Regions from separate parts of the Ovis aries genome. Here region 1 is linked to region 2. A link is a contact called in public Hi-C data. All regions are on one chromosome and are shown on one strand. The core of a region is the stretch at or near the end of the contact, and the rest is flanking DNA. Distances in the headings are between cores, read along the strand shown.

Region 1 (4,034 bases), core at 1,329-3,828, 180 kb before region 2:
TCCCCTTGTCTTCCTCTCCTGTGCTCCCTGCAGAGGCTCTTTCCCTGTGAAACCCACTCTAATGAAGTGGAGGCAGAATGGTGAACCAGATCCTCAAATTCCATCACGTGCAGTTGTCCCCTGAGTAAGATTTCCTTTAGTTCAGTTAGGGAAGGTTTTTTCTACTCCTCCCAGGAGCAGGAAGTGTTGGGGTTTGAAAGAGGGTTTCCCCCTCTCTTCTCTTGAGGCCTGTGCTCAGGCGCAGTGAATTCCTCCCACTTGCCTCTCCATGTGGAGATCATGCCATCATCCTGTCTCTCTCTGTTATCCCAGCTGTGTCTGGAGCAAGGCTGCTAGGAAAGGCCTCGGGCCCAAGCAGAGCGCTTCCTCCTCTGGACAGCGAAAGGTTGCTGCTGACCCACGACGTGTGTTTATTGATGTGTCTAGAACAGTGCCTGGCACACAGTAAGTACCCTGTAAAATGCTCATGTGAAACTGAGTGAAAAAAGACTAAGAAATAAGCCTTATGCGGTGTCTTTGAAGTTTTTAAGCTCGTGGCGCCCTCTGATGATACAATATCTTACAGGGACTCCCAGTGAGGAAAACAGAGAAGGTGCTGTTCTGGTTTAAGTGTGTATGAACAGGGTAAGGAAGCTCTCACCTGCCCCCACTCTGAATTTACAGAGAAAGAAACAGGAGGAAAGAGACTGGAGACATGGGGAGCTAACCCCAGTCCAGGGCCCCTCCCAGCCCGTGGCTCTCCCCACTGCTCTGGGGCGACCCGAGGGGCCCCGCCAGGCCGCCACCCCAAGTCTTCTCTACCAGAATGGCATTACCTTTGTCCTGTATGTTAAGCTTCTGTAGAGGCTTTCATCTGAGGAAAGTGTTCTCATGTTTAAACAGCAAACAAACAAAATCCATTGTTAGGGGAATGGAAGAAGGGAGTATAGATTAAGGCAGAGGTTGGTTCTGGGGGAGATTCTGCTTCCTTTTATCACATGACCCTAAAGAAGTCAGAAAATGAACGAGGTGGGGATGAGACCTGAACCTTCTTGCCTGTGCTTCTTTGGGGGTATTTATTGTTTCATTCTGTGCAGTGGGAGGAAACTCTTGCTCACTGACTAGGATCTGACTTGGTAGGAGAAAAGAGAAACGGGAACGATCAGAAGGGAAGGAGACAAAGAATTCCCGCTTGGTTCCTGGAAGTTCTGAGATGCTCAGATATCAAGTGCCTCCAAGTCACATGGGAAGGAGTGACTAGAGAGCCTTTCTGCTGGTGATCCTGGCTCATGCTGAGAGCTAAAGAGGGGGAGAAAGACACCAGGAGATGGCGCTCAAACTTGGCCACACATGAAATCATCAAGGGATCTTTAATCACTAGCGATGCCTAGCGCCTGTGTTGATTCCATGGGCAGGGCCTGGGACCCAGGGTGGGCAGCAGGAGGCAGCAGGAGTCTTTAAAGCTCTTCAGGTGCCAGAAAAGATCTGTCTAGTCAAAGCTATAGTTTTTCCAGTAGTCATGTATGGATTGAGAGTTGGACTGTAAAGAAAGATGAGCACCAAAGAGAACTGATGCTTTTGACTTGTAGGGCTGGAGAAGACTCTTGAGACTCCCTTGGACATCAAGGAGATCAAGCCAGTCAATCCTAAAGGAAATCAACCCAGAATATTCCTTAGAAGGACTGATGCCAAAGCTGAAGTTTCAATACTTTGGCCACCTGATGCGAAGAGCTGACTCATTGGAAAAGAAGCTGATGCTGGGAAATATTGAGGGCAGGGGGAGGAGGGGGCAACAGAGGATGAGACGCTTGGATGGCATCACCGACTCAATGGACATGAGCTTGAGCAAACTCAGGGAGATGGTGAAGGACAGGAAAGCTTGAAGTGCTGTAGTTCATGGGGTCGCAAAGAGTCAGACATGACTGAGTGACTGAACAGCAATGACGGGTGGATTCTAATGTAGAGCCAAGTTCAGGAAGCCCTGCATCAGGAGCCGGGGTAGGCAGTCCTTCCTGAAGCCTCCCAAGAAGCAGCGCCTGTGATTCTTAACCCACTTCTCTCAAAGGGTGGGTCTCCAGGGACAGGAGCCCCGAGCCCGACAGGACAGAGGTGCAGGGGCACCAAGAGGGGCCGGCACACCTGCAGCCTGTGGTTATTCTGCTCCCCAGGGTTTCCTGCTCCTTGGGGACACAGGCAAACCACACAGAAAAGAGCTTTGCAGGAGGCTGCATAAACAAGAGGTACCAGGTCAGAAGTACTTTCCTGCAAAGAAGGGAAGGTCAGAGAGGGATGTGGCTAAGGCCAGAGGGAGATGGACAGTTGTGTCCAGCTGTGTCAAGGTGGGAGAGTGAGCAGCCGGGTGGCGTGCTCTGAAGAGGAGGAGAGGGGAGAACAAGCTAACTCAGCCTGACAAGTGGGCTGAAGAGGGCAGACAGACACATGCCCTTGACAGCGGGCTCCGGTTTTCCAGGAATTTCAGGCTCCCCGGGGGCGGGGAGCTGGATTCCCGCTGCTGAATGGCTGTCAGCCAGGTCATGCTCTCGGCCATCCTCCTCTCCACTTCCCCGGGGGCTGCCCTGGTTTGGACTCTCATCCTTGCTCCGAGGCCACTCCAGCAGCCTGCAGACTGCTGACGCTGCATCTTCTCCGTCCTCTCTGCCAGAATAACCTTGAAGGGCCCATCTGATTGCATTTTTCTTTTCAAAAACACGTTTCTTCTCATGACAGCTGCCTGACCTATCTTTGCAGTCTGACTGCTCGCCGTTTTCCATCATGCACCTCATCCTCCAGCCAAACCAACCACTTACCCTTTCCTAGGTCTGGTCTGAACTTGGCTGTGTTCTCTATTTGAGCAGCCTGCCTTTCTCTCATTAGATTCTTGTTCCATTTATGGTCTGTCTTCAATGCCACCAACTCTAGAAAGTGCCCCCAGCTACCAAGCCTGAACTCCATTGCTCCTTCAGTGTCTGGGGCTCATCTTTCTCACCCTGTGGGTTTGGGTATCTGTGACCATCTGGAGGACCAGCAATGTGTTCTCCTATTCTAACCTTCTGGAGCGCCCAGCTGTGTTTTGGAAACAGCAGATGCTCAATGTACGCTTACTAAATTGAATTTTGTAGACAAGGAACCCAGGACACAGGTCAGGGAATGGGTGGAGAGTGGGACCTGCTTCTGGGATAGCTGGAATATCAAGAGAGGCACCCCCATAGAAACATAGACACTACCATGTGTTAAATAGATAGCCAGTGGGAACTTGCTGTATGACTCACAGAGTTCAAATTGATGTTCTGTGACAACCTAGAGGGGTGGAATGGGTTGGGAGTGGGGAAGGAGGTTCAAGAGGGAGGGGACATATATATATACCTATGGCTGATTCATGTTGATGTATGGCAGAAACCAACACAAAACTGTCAAACAATTATCCTTCAATTGAAAAAAGTTTTTAAAAGAGAGAAACGCTTCTTCTTGCCAGCCTTGGAGTTGGGTAAGAGCTGCGTGTTCGACCTATGTCCATAAGGGCATGTGGTAGGGCCATATGCTTGGGCCATGTGGGACACTGACCACCTGGTCTCCGTCCTTGGAACATATGAAATTTCATGAATAAAAGGATACAAAGACACATACTTATCAATAACAACAGCTAACACTCAGAGAACACTTTGCGGTCTGTTTCACATTCATATTCTCAATAAATACAGACACACGGACTTTCTTTACAGGTTGGCAATCTGATCCTTCCCACTCACACAAGGTGGGCAAATGTTATCCTCATCAACTGGACATACCGCACACACACTTCTTTATATTTATAGAAAGAAGGGGACTAAAATCATTGCCTCCCTTCTGTATTTCAGGCACTGTTCTAGGTAGCCAACAGATACAAAACACGTTCTCCAGAAGCCTGCTCACACCTGTGTGCGTCCAACTCAACGCCCCTCCTCTGTGTACCACACCACTCTCTCTCTCCTAACGCCACACATTTATTCCCTGCAGATGCAGTCAACAGTCTCAGTGGCTGTGACGGGCTGAACCATGTCCCTACGGAAGCCGTGTTG
Region 2 (4,333 bases), core at 1,809-4,308:
TATTTCTCTCCTACTTGATTTTTAAGAATTTTAGGGCAAATTCCAAATGTCCTGTCATTTCTCAGGAAGTTAATTTTAATCTAATTGAAAATATTAATGTGAACAGAAAAAAACATAGATCACTCTCAAAAGTGGGACAGTGATTCACCATGGTAGCATAAGAAAAACCCACGTGGCCAGCAACAGTAGTGCTCACCTACCACTGCCCATAAGACACACACCCCCTTCTTGGGCTGCAAATATCTGCTTTGCTTGGCGTCTTGCTTGGTGTATACATCCCTCTTTTGCAGAAGGATACATCAGACTCTCAGTGCGAAATTAAACCATTTCCCTTTCCCCCAAAACCGTGTCCAAAAATAAATAAATTTTGATTTTCTGGGCAGCTTTGATAAAGGGAGCTGGGCTGGTCTGGCGTATAGGAATTTTCAGCCAGCTTGAGAGTTGTGTGTACGTCTAGGCTACATCCTTCAGTTTGTGAGCATGATTCAGCATCCCTGAATTCTGAGAACTCTGGAGAGACAGATACGAGTTTGAGTTTCTAGATCTGCAAACAGGTTTGTTACTAGACCTGGAGTGCCAGCCTTTGGGCAGTGGGCAGTGTTCATCACACTTCCTGCCTGGTTTTAACCGTTTGCCTTGTCTGCTCTGACTTAGCAGCCTCAGTCCTTCTCTTTTTTTAGTATCTGTTTATTTATTATTTGGCTGCGGCAGGTCTTAGTTGCGGCACGTGGGATCTTTCATGGCATCACACAGACTCTCTAGTTGTAGTGCGTGGATTTAGTTGCTCTGCAGCCTGTGGGATCTTAGTTCCCTGACAAGGGATTGAACCTGTGTCCCCTGCATTACAAGTCGGATTCTTAACCACTGGGCCACAGGGAATTCCCCCAGTCCTTCTTTATATCACCGTCCATGAAACTACCTGAGTCCTTTTATTTTAAAAGTAAATAATTAAGAACATGATGTCCTTTTGATTGTACTACTGTCTTAATTAGAATTGCTATTTGTAAATACTGAGTGGTCTACATAGTTCTATATTTTGATGGGGTAAATAATCAGAAATACAATTCTCTTTCTCTCTCAGATAGATAGATAGATCTATCTTTGTGTTTTTTTCCTCTTTTTAAGATGTGGCCATATATATTATATGGAGAAGGAAATGGCAACCCACTCCAGGATTCTTGTCTGGGAAATCCCATGGACAGTGGATCCTAGTGGGCTACAGTCCATGGGGTCACAAGAGTCAGACATGACTTAGCAACTAAATCACCACCACCATATATATATATATATATATTTTTTTAATATAATTAATTATAGTATATATATAGTATAGCTTGCCATTTTACCCATTTCTAGGTATATGATCCGTATTTTACTTACAGGCAACCCTAAGGTAGAATTCCAATTTCTCGAATCAGTTCAGTTCAGTCGCTCAGTCGTGTCCGACTCTTTGCCACCCCATGAATCGCAGCACACTAGGCCTCCCTGTCCATCACCATCTCCCGGACTTCACTCAAACTCACATACATCTAGTCGGTGATGCCATCCAGCCATCTCATCCTCCGTCATCCCCTTCTCCTCCTGCCCCCAATCCTTCCCAGCATCAGAGTCTTTTCTAATGAGTCAACTCTTAGCATGAGGTGGCCAAAGTACTGGAGTTTCAGCTTTAGCATCATTCCTTCCAAAGAACACCCAGGGTTGATCTCCTTTAGAATGGTCTGGTTGGATCTCTTTGCAGCCCAAGGGACTCTCAAGAGTCTTCTCCAACATCACAGTTCAAAAGTAAATTCAAATATGTATTACATTGATGGTATACAAATACAAATGTTCAAACTTCAAGTTTGTTTGAGAAAATATCCAGAATATAGCAAGATCAAGTAGAATTAAATTAATACACAATAACTGGGAAAACATCAAAATATGACATTTAAATCCTGCCTAGAAAGATCAAATAGAAATTTTGCTGTTGATTTGTATATATTTTTGGATTGTCTAAGTTTTTGGAGTCAATTCATAAAAGGCATCTTTGGTTTACAAAAAACACACTTCAAATGTAGTTTATTTCAATCTAAAGCACATGTTTTATATTTACATGAAATTTTAGCTAGTTTTAGTGAAAGATATAAATTCTTGTATGGAATTCAAAATGCCATGCTTCAAATTTTAAATTTTTAGATTGAAGAAGTTGTACTGAAGAAAAAATAAAGATCATTGCATTCTTGAAAATTCAGGTAAACATTAACATTTTAAATTTCCTTATATAGTACATTTTAAATGTGTTTTGAAATTTAGAAAGCATTTTATACAAAATCTTCAAATTTGGAATGCTTTAAAAAAACAATGAAATTTATAAGTGGTTCTTTTTTCAGAGAGGATGGGAGACGGGATAGTTGATTTGACTCTCACTTGTCTAGAACATGAACTTTTGCTATTTCTTGTTTTCCAAATACCAAACACATTAAAGGAAAACAATCAGATGTAGTTATTCATGTTTTACCAATAAAAGATGAATGACTTTCATCAAGTATTTTAAAAAATTGTTCGTTTGCAGTGTGCCTTTCCAAATCATTCTGGAGATTCTAAAATCTCTGAACATTATTTTTTATTTCAACAAATTTTTAAGGCTGTGTGAATCACAATATTTCAAACTCCTTTCGAAGGAAGATACCCTTTAGTTGTAAATAGAAATTACTCATTACATTTAAATGAGTTGCTTATAGTTATACATAATTTTGATTCATTCAGTGTCTGCTTGACTAGATGCTTTATTTTAGAAACAAATAGTAGTAGCTGACTTGCCTTGTGTAATCTAAATTTGCTTTGAGGACAGAGTAACAATATTTTGATAATACCTAGTTACTGAGAAGGGGCTTCCCTGGTGGCTCAGTGGTAAAGAATCTGCTTGTCAGTGCAGGAGATTCAGGGTTTGATCCCTGGGTCTGGAAGATCCCCTGGAGAAGAAAATGTCAACCTGTTCCAGTATTCTTGCCTGGGAAATCTCAAGGACAGAGGAGCCTGGCCGGCTACAGTCCATGAGATCGCAGAGTCGGACATGACTTGGCAACTAAACAAGTTACTCGAAAGTGAAGGCTCCTGCAGTAGAGGGTTAGTTTTAATATAACACACTGCTTCCAAAGAAGAGGTTTTTTAAAAACTCATTTTTATTTTAAAAAATGGAGGTGAAATTGACATAAAATTAATTTTAAAATGAACGATTCAGTGGCATTTAGTATGTTCACAGTGTTTCGTAACCACCACCTCTATCTAGTCCCAAAATATTCCCGAAGGGAAACTCCATAAGGCAGTTGCTCTGCATTTCCCCACTCTGCAGCCCTGGCAACAATCAGGCAGAGTTCTGTCCCTATGGATTTACCCACTCTGGAATATGTCATGTACATGGAATTGTACAATATGTGATTCTTGGTGTCTAGCTTTTTTCATGTACCATAATGCTTTTGAGGTTCATCCAAATTGTAGCATGCATTTTAAATCAATTTATGTAGGTGAGATTGCCTCCACTGTTGGACAGGACTCTCTTAACCTTATTTATAGAATGTTCTTCTTAAGAGCAAAAGGATTTTGTGATAATGCCTAGAGAACTTAATATGTTTTACTATGATAAAAGGACGAAGAAAATAAAGATCAGCCTATCTCACTCTGAAGTAGTCTGATACAAGAATTCCTGGCCTTTTCAGAGGAAGGAAATTCTGAGCTCATGGAATGACCAGGGGTATAGATTTAGGTCTCAGGGTTACCAGGCAATGGATGCTATGACGTGCCACCCAGATCTTCTTCAAGAAGAAAGGAGTTACTGGGGCGACTACCAGAAGGGCCAGCAGTCAGCCCTCAGCAGCTACCAGCCCCCTGCTGGCCGATCTCAGCTGGAGAGCTGCCCTAGCCAAAGGTCATGTTCCCTTTCCAGGTGGCCCTCATCCAGAGGTTGATATCATGGAGGTAGAAAGGCTAAGCCCTCTTGTACCAACACAGAACAGCTCAGCTGTGAAGTCCCCATAGAGCTGGCTGAGACCCAGCGCTGCTCCCTTTTCTTCCCTTCCCTCCCATAGCATTCCATGAGTGCTCCTCACTAAGCCTCCTAAAGCTCTGAGTACTCCCAGCTAGACCTCCTGAAAGACATGTGCTCTCCATTGTTTGTTGTTTAGTCCCTAAGTCGTGTCTGATTCTTTGCAATCCCAAGGACTGAACCCTGCCAGGTTCCTCTGTCCGTGGGATTTTCCAGGCAAGAATACTGGAGTGGGTTGCCATTTCCTTCTCCAGGGGATCTTCCCGACCCAGGGAACCCATATCTCCTGCATTGGCAGGTAGATTCTTAACC

Evidence for each region. Hi-C and Micro-C count contacts between places; a contact is called where the count stands out from the background.
Region 1: a Hi-C map of liver shows a contact between it and region 2, with 3 times the contacts expected there. The contact joins two enhancer-like sites. A contact is called at or near these places in 5 of 16 Hi-C or Micro-C datasets (hypothalamus, liver, omental adipose tissue and 2 more).

The regions. Positions count from the first base shown.
Region 1 is chr2:218,235,090-218,239,123 of ARS-UI_Ramb_v3.0, reverse strand. No RefSeq gene overlaps it. Among named protein-coding and RNA genes, the nearest start is that of TRNAS-GGA, 80 kb to the left of the region's middle. Within about 2 kb of position 2,578, at least 3 of the 54 cell types and tissues checked have an H3K27ac peak or open chromatin away from gene starts, as enhancers often do. A contact at or near this core is called in liver, where this site is marked.
Region 2 is chr2:218,054,871-218,059,203 of ARS-UI_Ramb_v3.0, reverse strand. No RefSeq gene overlaps it. Among named protein-coding and RNA genes, the nearest start is that of MREG, 19 kb to the right of the region's middle. Within about 2 kb of position 3,058, at least 2 of the 54 cell types and tissues checked have an H3K27ac peak or open chromatin away from gene starts, as enhancers often do. A contact at or near this core is called in liver, where this site is marked.